Linked DNA regions of Hordeum vulgare: region 1 is linked to region 2. The links are chromatin contacts, called in public Hi-C maps. All regions are on one chromosome and are shown on one strand. The core of a region is the stretch at or near the end of the contact, and the rest is flanking DNA. Distances in the headings are between cores, read along the strand shown. Region 1 has its middle 11 kb from the start of LOC123404155. Region 2 holds the start of LOC123401995 (E3 ubiquitin-protein ligase UPL3-like).

Evidence for each region. Hi-C and Micro-C count contacts between places; a contact is called where the count stands out from the background.
Region 1: a contact with region 2 is called in a Hi-C map of leaf, with 2.5 times the contacts expected there. The contact joins the enhancer-like site here to the promoter of LOC123401995 in region 2. A contact is called at or near these places in 2 of 6 Hi-C or Micro-C datasets (leaf and seedling).

What each region holds. Positions count from the first base shown.
Region 1 is chr6H:4,003,651-4,008,699 of MorexV3_pseudomolecules_assembly, reverse strand. No RefSeq gene overlaps it. Among protein-coding and RNA genes, the nearest start is that of LOC123404155, 11 kb to the left of the region's middle. Within about 2 kb of position 2,824, at least 2 of the 3 cell types and tissues checked have open chromatin away from gene starts, as enhancers often do. A contact at or near this core is called in leaf, where this site is marked.
Region 2 is chr6H:3,954,196-3,958,885 of MorexV3_pseudomolecules_assembly, reverse strand. LOC123401995 (E3 ubiquitin-protein ligase UPL3-like) reads left to right here and starts at 2,467. Exons shown (of 18, transcript XM_045095850.1): 1 at 2,467-3,219; 2 at 3,549-3,659; 3 at 3,841-3,957; 4 at 4,078-4,245; 5 at 4,352-4,513. The coding sequence starts at 2,473.

The DNA of each region.
Region 1 (5,049 bases), core at 1,575-4,074, 49 kb before region 2:
TGAAAATTATTTTAGATCGTGAACATTTTTTATTAATTTGTGAAAGTTCTCTTAAGCATGAACATTTCTTGAATTCACGAATAATTTTTAAAATCTTGAACATTTTTTCACTTCATGAACATGTTTTACATTTGTGAACATTTGTACAAATTCGCGGAAATTCTCTTAAATTGTGGACATTTCTTGAATCGCGAACAGAATTTTGATATCGCGAACATTTTGGGAATTCATGAATATATTTCTACAAAATTCACAATTATTTTCCAATTTAGAACTTTTTGATATCCTGAATTATTGAGAGAACAAATAAGGAAAAAACAGGGGCGTCCGGGCCCGCACATGGGTCGGCTTATAAGAGCGCGAAGGATAAGGGGTGCGCGTGCTCACCTAGTTCCCAGGCGCGCAGATTGCCATATAGGAGCACCCAGAGCAAGTGCCCAGGGTGGCCGGGCCCTGGCTGCAGCACTGACTTGCATACACATTTTCATAAGCCTCTAGAAGGAACAAAGTCCAATTCTGCTTAATGTAGGATCAATAATTTTACTTCAAAAAGGCGATAAGTAAACCATGTATACTTGCAGGCCATCAAGCAGCTACACAAGCTGCAACTGCGCCCCTTCGAAAGATGCATGAGAAGAAAGTCTTACGGAAGGGGGCGGCAAGAGGGCGTCAACGGGGAGTAGATGATACAGGGCAGGGAGGGTGGCCAACGGGATGGGAGGAACCTGGGACGGCGAGACGGTATCAAGTGGAAGGAGATGAGGCGGGGCAGTGAGGGTGGCCGACAGTGAGCATGGCAGTGACGGCTCTCCTTTCACGGTAGAGAGAAACATGAGGAGAGGAAGCTGATTGAGAGGAAACCTAGGGCACTCGGCTTTTATACCCCACGGCGAATCTCAAAATTGCACCACCTATACGGTGGAACAACCCACCTTTGACATTTGTGAAAATGTCCAGCAGCTCATGACGATTTGCAAAAAAATCGATTACCGAGGGCGACCAAGGCCAGGATCGTACTAGCACAACGTTTGGCAAAACGCATTGGATGGCCCAAAGCCCAAATCGTTGAAAAGCCTCCATCTCCTGCCCCTCTCCAACTATATGATTTTTTATCTCTCGGGAAATCACGCTTTTCTAATCTGAAAACAATCATCAATATCACATAGCCACATATGAAAAATTAACAGTACATATAGAGAATTAAGGGGCGCATTTTCCCTTTGTGATTAGTGTGTACATACACAAACCAAATCCATTACCAAGGATCAACCGACTGTCGCACAACATAAGGATCTCATTTGCATCGACAAAACACAAATGTGCAAATCACTAGTTAAACGATGCTTCTTTTAGTAATAAAAAATGAAATAATTTGCACTGCAAGTCGAAAGATCGACATTAGCAAAAGGTAATGAACAATAATTTGCACATAGGAGATCTTTCATGAGCTTAGTATAAAATATTTGGTGAGGCTACTTCTGCACCATGCGGTCCTTTTATAGGCTCTTCACCAAGTCTAGTTCCCAGTTAAACTTTTGGTAACATATATGGAAAATTCATCTGTCTACAATAAACACTCTCATCATGGCACATTCATATAGTTTGCGTTTGTTTGTTGGTAATAAGGAACTACTCACGAAGATGTCACTTGAGTTGTAGTCGGTGCTTCAATTTGGGAAATATTTTTTTCTTAATATAACAACAAACAAGTTTAACAATATTCATCCTTTTTTTTCTTTTGAGCTGCAAAAAGGAAAAAATATGGTTGCTAAATATTGGCATGACATCATGTGTGTTTCACTAAATTGGGCGATGGATCCTTTTCTCTTTATGATAAAAAGAAATATGGCGTGAGCGTGAAATCATGTTGGTGAAATGACCAAATACTGCAAATAAAGCGTGAAACCTAGACATCGGTGACAGGTTCTACCAGGGTCATAATAATGTTGTCGTACCACACATATTTTATTTCTACAATTGCATTTCCTGATTTAATTGTCTTGTTATGCCAAGGCTCCAACAAAGCAGTGCCAGGAAGGAGCTGCAAATGCTAAAAAAGGAGAACCGTGATGAATTGCAAAGGATAAGAAAGAGTGCCTTTGTGCATCTCAGCCTCATGGAAACATAAAGAAAACCACCAGGTGGGCGAGTATGTCTTAATAAGAAAATAACATTGCCACACATTTCTAAAGTAGGAGGAGGCTGCTACTGATGGCGACCATGATGCTGAATGAGTTCATTAGCCCTGTCATTGACGCCGCGGACTCGAAGAGGGCGGTGGTATATGAGCCATGACGTCCCCATGTTTCTTGCGGAAAGAAAGCATTTGGTTTTGAATTGAATCTGACACGACTCACTAGTGTAGTGCGACTCATATGAAGAACTTACCTATCTAAGAAACGTTGTCATCATGTCGCATTCATTTGTTTTCGTTTTTTCTTCATAAGGACCTATATAGTGAAAGAAGACGACAGCTGTGCTGTAGCCAACCCTTCATTTTGAAAAAAGAATCTTCTCTGAAATAAAATGCAACAACAAGCAAGTTTTTGGGGTGGATTCTAACATGTATTACATTTTTCATTTTCTTTTCAAAGAAGAAGAAGAAGCAAAATGAAGCTTGGGAGCCGCACCCCTTATGTGGCCTTGTCGAGTGTCATGTGTGTCTCACCAAAGATGGATCCTTCTTTTCTTTATTTATTTATGGTATGAAGAGAGAAAATGTGGCGTGACAGTGATGCCTTGTTGGTTGTGTCTACCTTTCCGTGTCTGCTGTACATGACTTTTTTGTCAACAGTATTTACAGCCGTCTGTCATGTTCATGTGGGCCCGCCTATTTAAGGTCAATCATCGTTTGAAAGAGAAATGCGGGGCCCATCGCAGCGATTATGTTATTATTTAGCCAGCACGTGCTAATTTGGGGGGGCAACACCTGTTCATGTAATTCTTTTTCTTTCTCCCTACGGAACTGGAGTACAATACAATGCACAAAACTCGTTTCGGCTGTTTTGCCCATGCACTGTTAACCCTATTTTTTAATTTGCGAATAGGAAGGAACCATGCTTGATCAAAATGGCGCACCTAACCGAGACACCAGAAAAAATATACTTCCTTCATCCGAAAATACTTGTCCTCGATTTCCGGACGAAGAGAGTATTGTTGTTAAGGCTGGTTATAGTGGGGAGTATCATATAATAATATCATGCATGATATTATTATATGATACTACATCTACAAGGCTGGTTGTAATGGAGAGTATCATATACTAGTATCATGCATATGATACTAGTGTATGATACTACACCCGTAATGCATAGTATCATGTGATAGTATCATAGCACAGATTACTTATTGTCATGCATGACACATTGTAGCACAATATTTAATATGATACGGTATCATAATATGATACTCAACCCTCTCTTTCTTCATTTAATTTTATGCCACCTCATCAAATATGACTAGTTGGCATGCATGATACTACTTATGATACTCCCATTACGACCAGCCTAATGCATAGTATCATAGAATAGTATCATAGACGACCTCATTTATTGACATGCAAGACACATTGTAGCATTACATTTAACATGTTACGGTATCTACCTATGTTACTCTAATCCTTTCTTTCTTTTTTAATTGTCTGTCACATCAACATATTTGCTAGTCCCAAGAACATGATACTACCTAAGTTACTTCTACTGTGGCCAGCCTAATATTTCTCCTACATATTATGGTGCATGCCATAGCAGGACGTCGAACCAATTCGAACGCCAACCAGCATGCACATGCCATTTATTAGATCATCATGTCTACGAAAATTTTGAATTTTGAATTTCTTTTGAAACTGAGAATTTTGAAATTTTTAAAAATAAAGGGTGTCACAGAGCCCGAGCTCCATAATGCCCTACAAATCACATCTATATCTATTTTGTACGAGCCGTGTTTAAAGACGTTCTTCGCTTTCTCTCTCTCTCTCTCTTGAAATACAACAGGCCTTGTTGCATGCTTATATATATATATATATATATATATATATATATATATATATATATATAAACTCTATTCATCACCCAGGGTGTAGATTAAATTATTCCTCACCCGAGGTAATTTTACGACCATTTCATAAATAAATTAAATTTGAAATGCAAATAGATACGTTTATATTGATTCACTACGAAAAATTTGACATAAGAAAACAAAAATATAGGTTATAAGACCAGAAAAATCACATTTTATGTATAATTTATACTACGTTTTTATGTTTGTAATTTTACGCGACATAAAATATTTTTTACGGTGACTATGTATTTTTTTACGATCTCTTTCTACGTATGAGAATAGATTAAAATTTGAGAAACATAAAATTACGGTGTATTGATGTGAAAATAGAGAGGGGTGAAGAATACTTATTCTTCACCACTACAAATGCCCGTGAGCTTGTAGTATTCCGCTTATCATTGTGTGCGATAGTAGGGGCAAGATGAAACCAACCCTGATATGTTGGTAGGCGATTGGGTGCGCATGGGTGGTGGTTCAAGCCCTTGTGCCTGCTCGGTCTTATATCTAAAACAAAGACGCAAGTAATAAGAGACGAAAAAAGAATGATGAAAAATTAAGAAAATGTTATTTTATTATAAATGTAATACAATTATCTTTATTGGACACACAAATATTTTTATCTATACTACTATTAAAGAAGCAAACATGAATTACACTACACGCACCCCATAAAACGCCACATAACAAAAATCAACCAATTAGCACCCCACGATTAATCCCACAGATCTTAATCTAACGACCCTCATTAATCCATCGTATGCTGGGTGGACTTAGCAATTACAATTGGCTCAACATACTCCACCGTATAGGAGAAAACCAAACTTCCCCTCAAAAAAGAAAAAAAGGAGAAAATCACACTCCACCGCATAGGACCAGTCTTCCGTGATTGCCGATTACCGTCGCACCATCGGCGTCACCATTGCCGATTGTTGCCGCGAGTAGCCTGCAGTCCGTCTGCGAGATCCCCCGGTGCCAGGAGCCCTCGCCATT
Region 2 (4,690 bases), core at 1,218-3,717:
AAGCACACATGACCAGTAATAACTGTGTTTTCTAATCATGAGAGAAAGAAAGATCTCTTCTGGTTCTAGAGTCTCCAATGGACTCCTCATGACAACAGGATAGCATATCAATACTCAAGCTTGGAGGGCAGCACATAAAGAGGACAACCAGTTATCAAAACCACCAAAAGTGCAAAGACATCAACACAGGAAACATGCAGGGCTATACCGCTGCAAACACCAGCTGCGACAACCGCCACCCACACCCTTTGTGCCTGCCACTCACAGGCATTCAACCACCAGTTCAAACGAAAGTGTCTCCGCCGTTCAAAAAATCAATGCCATTGCATACAACTAACTGGCATTCAATTGGTGTTTGAAACAAAAGTGTCACAAAGATTAAAAAAACTAGACCAAAACCAAGCATATTAAATCCGTTGATGGGGGACCAATGGCTTACCAATGATGTAGTCGAAGAAGAAGCCACCAAAGGGGCAGGGCAGGCCATGTCAGGGTGAGTGTCAGAGTGAGCGTCGGCCGCATGCCGACAGACTTGCTGCTGATGTTGGGCGACGACTTCTCCACTGTGCACACCACACGACACTCTCTTGTGCACCTGCATAAGGAAACCATATCATGAAAAAAGAGAACACCGTCCTAGAATAATAGTGCAACATCCAAACTCAAGTGCCATTGAAACAAATAACTACTTGATACTCAATTTTCCCACTTGATACTGAGTTGTAAGATGCAAATTCAATTTCCCACTTGATACTCAGTTGTAAGATGCAAATCTATTTTTCCCCGTATATTCTTGTAAATAATTTTGAACATTGTTTTCCTTTTCTATTTCCCAATGTCAGTGAGGAGTTGCATGTGATAGCTCAGAAAGTGTACCATGTTTTTAACATTTCCATATATTTTAGCAAGGTAACCTAGGCATCTAAATGTTTTTAGCATTTCCATATAGTTGCATGTGACGCGAGTAATGGGTTGAGGCCAGTAGTTTACTCCACGAAATGTTTGACCAAGAGTTCGTTTAAAATTCCAACTGGCCAGATCACCAGCCGTCCTTCAGCCGAGGCGCCTCATATCCGCCGACGTAGCCGCCCTTGAAGCCGTTGGCGTCGGTGTCGCCGTGGTCGCGCCTCCGACCGGTCCGGCCGAACCCGCCCCCGCGGCCGCCCCTCCCGCGCCGGGCCACATCCTCACGGCTGCCCCTCGCGTCCTCCGCTGCAGCAGAAACCACATCGCACCATGAGCAGCAGAAATGGAAGCTCGCAACGAAACATGAATCCAGCAATCGAATTGGATAGAGGGCGAATCGAGGTGCACTCACCGGGCGGCGGGGTCTTGGCGGGCTGCTTGGAGGCCGGCTTGGCTGGGGCCGGGGCGGCGGCCTTCTTGGCGGCGGCGGCGGCGAGGAGCTGCGAGGGGTCGTCGTCGAGGAGATCGAACCTAGGAGGAGGCCGCCGGCATGGACGATGGGCTGGGTTGGATTGGAGGAAGGATTGGGGCTCTGGAGGTGGTAGAACCCTAGCCGCCGCTGTGTTGTGGAAGCTGCTGTGCGAGTGTGTGTGTGGTGTGATGTGACATCAGAGTGTGCTGGTGTGATGACGAAAACGGGGCTGGAGGTTCGAGGTAATTACGGGCGTGCGTGTAGTGGAGGGTATTGGAGGTGGGGGTGGTTTGGTCATTTTGAGGAGGGTTGTTGGGACGGCTGTAGTGGGCTTCGGGGGTGGGTGTCGGCCTGCCCTGGCTTGATGTATGAGCCTGAAGAGTTGATGATTATGGAAATGCAATTTCTATTTTTTATTTTCATTAGAAAAAATAAACATTATGGAAATGATTCTATATGGACTACTCCCTCCATTTCTAATTATATTTGTGAGTATGAAAGGTGCACCATACAATAAAGAAGGTAAGCGAGCTTTTAGCTAAGAGCCAGCTCTAGCACGTGCTCCTAGGCATTTTATGAGTATGAAAGGTGAACCATATAATAAATAAGTATTACACTTTTGCAATGAACTATTGTACATGTTGGCTATAAGGTGAGATATAGATGACATGGCAATGACTTATAACCAGCAGCTGGCTATATTATTGTACTTGCTCTTATTAGTTGGGCACAAAAGGAGGAAGACATATTATTATTTTATTGATGGAGGAGGAAGAGAAAAGGGGTAGGGGAGAAGCGGTCGTGGAGGTGAAGTGGGAGTGAAGAGAAGAGAAGAGAAGAGTGGCAAAAATCCCGTCTTTCTCCGTCAGTGGCTAACCCTCTCCACAAAATCCCCAAATCCAACGCCATTAGCGCCCCCCCTCCATTAGGGATCCACCCCTCCTCCTCCCCCTCCCCCCACCGCGCCGCCGCCGGATCGATCCCGGCCGCCCGCGGGGATCAACCAGCCGCAGATCCGCCCGCCCGATGCGCCCGCTGCCGCCGGCCGCCTAGGCACGGCAGCGAGCCGCCCCGCCGGACCGCCCGTCGCGTGCATGGAAACGCGCAGCCGCAAGCGCGCCGCCGCCGCCAGCACCCCCTCCTCCTCCTCCCCCTCCCCCTCCTCCTCCAAGCGCGCCCGCACGGCCCCTCCTCCCCCTCTCCGCGCCCGCCGCGCGATGGACCCGTCCCCGTCCTCCCGCCGCCGGGCGCGCGCCGCGGCCGCCGCCGCGGAGAAAGGCAAGGACCCGGACCCCTCCTCCACCTCCAACCCCGCCCCGCCCCACCACCACCACCACGAGGACGAGGACGACGAGGGCGACGACGACGGGTCCGCAGCGCCCTTCCCGCCCTCCTTCACCTCAGCCAGCACCGCGCTCCAGGGCCTCCTCCGCAGGATCGGCGCAGGGCTCGACGACCTGCTCCCGGGCTCCGCCGCCGCCGCCGCCGCCTCCTCCACCGCCTCCGCGCAGCTCAAGCGGATCCTCGCCGGCCTGCAGGCCGAGGGCGACGAGTCGCGCCAGCTCGTCTCCCTCAACCAGCTCTGCGAGATGCTCTGCATCGGCACCGAGGACTCCCTCGCCGCCTTCCCCGTCGACGCCTTCGTGCCGCTCCTCGTCGGCCTGCTCCGCGAGGACGACGGCCCCGGCGCCAGCCCCAACGTCATGCTGCTCGCCGCCCGCGCCCTCGCCAACCTCGTCGACGTGCTGCCCTCTGCCTGCTCCTCTGTCGTGCACTATGGTGCTATACCGTGCTTCTGCGCCCGGCTCCTCACCATTGAGTACATGGACCTCGCCGAGCAGGTGACTTGACTCATTAACCCACCTAGAGATTAATCGACCCATCTAATCTAGCTAAAGTTGCACCTGGTTTTTCTTTTCTTTGCGCGAAATGAATATGCTGTTGCTTAGAATTTTGCATGTGTTCGCGCCATATTTGGACCGCGGCGAGACGATTAGCGTGTATGGCTGGATATTATGTCATCATCGATCCTGGATGCATCCACTTCTACTTATTTTGTTATCTCGGTAGATTCGCAAGGGAGACAAACATGTCGTCTTGCTCCCCTCGCCCATTCCCTCGCCGAGATACTGACAAATTTCGGTATCTGTTTTTGTGTTGATGCTCCTAGTCTCTGCAAGCTCTGAGGAAGATTTCGCTGGAGCATCCGACCGCCTGTTTGAGAGCTGGTGCACTAATGGCCGTCCTGTCGTATCTGGACTTCTTCTCTACTGGTGTTCAGGTATTTATTCGAATTCAACTCCATGGTTTCTTCATCAGAATGTATAGTTCATTTTGTCGTATTCACAGAGCATACACCTTGGTTCCATTCTACTTCAGTTTCGTTTCCCCTGTTTTTCCTGTGTGCACTGTTTGCTTCTACTTACCATATATGTTTCCTTGGTGGCCATGCATTCTTCTAGAGAGTTGCATTGTCTACTGCTGCTAATATTTGCAGGAAGCTGCCATCCGATGCATCCGAGTTCGTCATGGAAGCGGTACCGTTGCTCACTAATCTCCTACACCATCATGACTCTAAGGTACGTGCCTTCGAAGTCCAAGCTTCTGACCCTTGATCTCTCATCTCTTATTACGATATACGAATCCTGCCAGGGCACATACAATGGTTTCAACCTTTTATTTGTGCACATTGATTACAGGTGCTAGAGCATGCTTCTGTTTGTTTGACACGCATCGCAGAGGCCTTTGCTCACCAACCTGAGAAGTTGGATGAACTGTGCAATCATGGGTTGGTTGCGCAAGCCGCTAACTTGGTATCCATCAGCAACTCCCCAGGCCAGACATCGCTGAGCACATCGACATATACGGTATACACAAAGAAATGTGTTTTGCTATCCTTCTGTATTGTTTACTTTGGCCTTTTTCTTTCCTGTTGTCTTTGTCTTGCTAAGTGTGGATTGCTCATCCTTTCAGGGTTTAATCCGTCTTCTCTCAACATGTGCGAGTGGATCGCTGTTGGCAACCAAAACACTTCTTCTTCTTGGCATTAGTGGCACCATTAAAGAAATTCTTTCAGGGTCCGGTTTGGTTGCCGGAACATCAGTCGCCCCGGCTTTGTCAAGGCCTGCTGATCAGGTAGTTACATCTATCACTGGCTTTACTCTTCTGTGGGTGTTAGCTTTATGACTAGTTTTTACCATCTTTGATGGGACCCAATTCGTATGCATTACTCTATTGAAATTTGAGTAGCAGATGATGTACTAGCATTGCCTCTTTTCACATCCTCTCCACAGCTTACAAACTTGTTGAAAA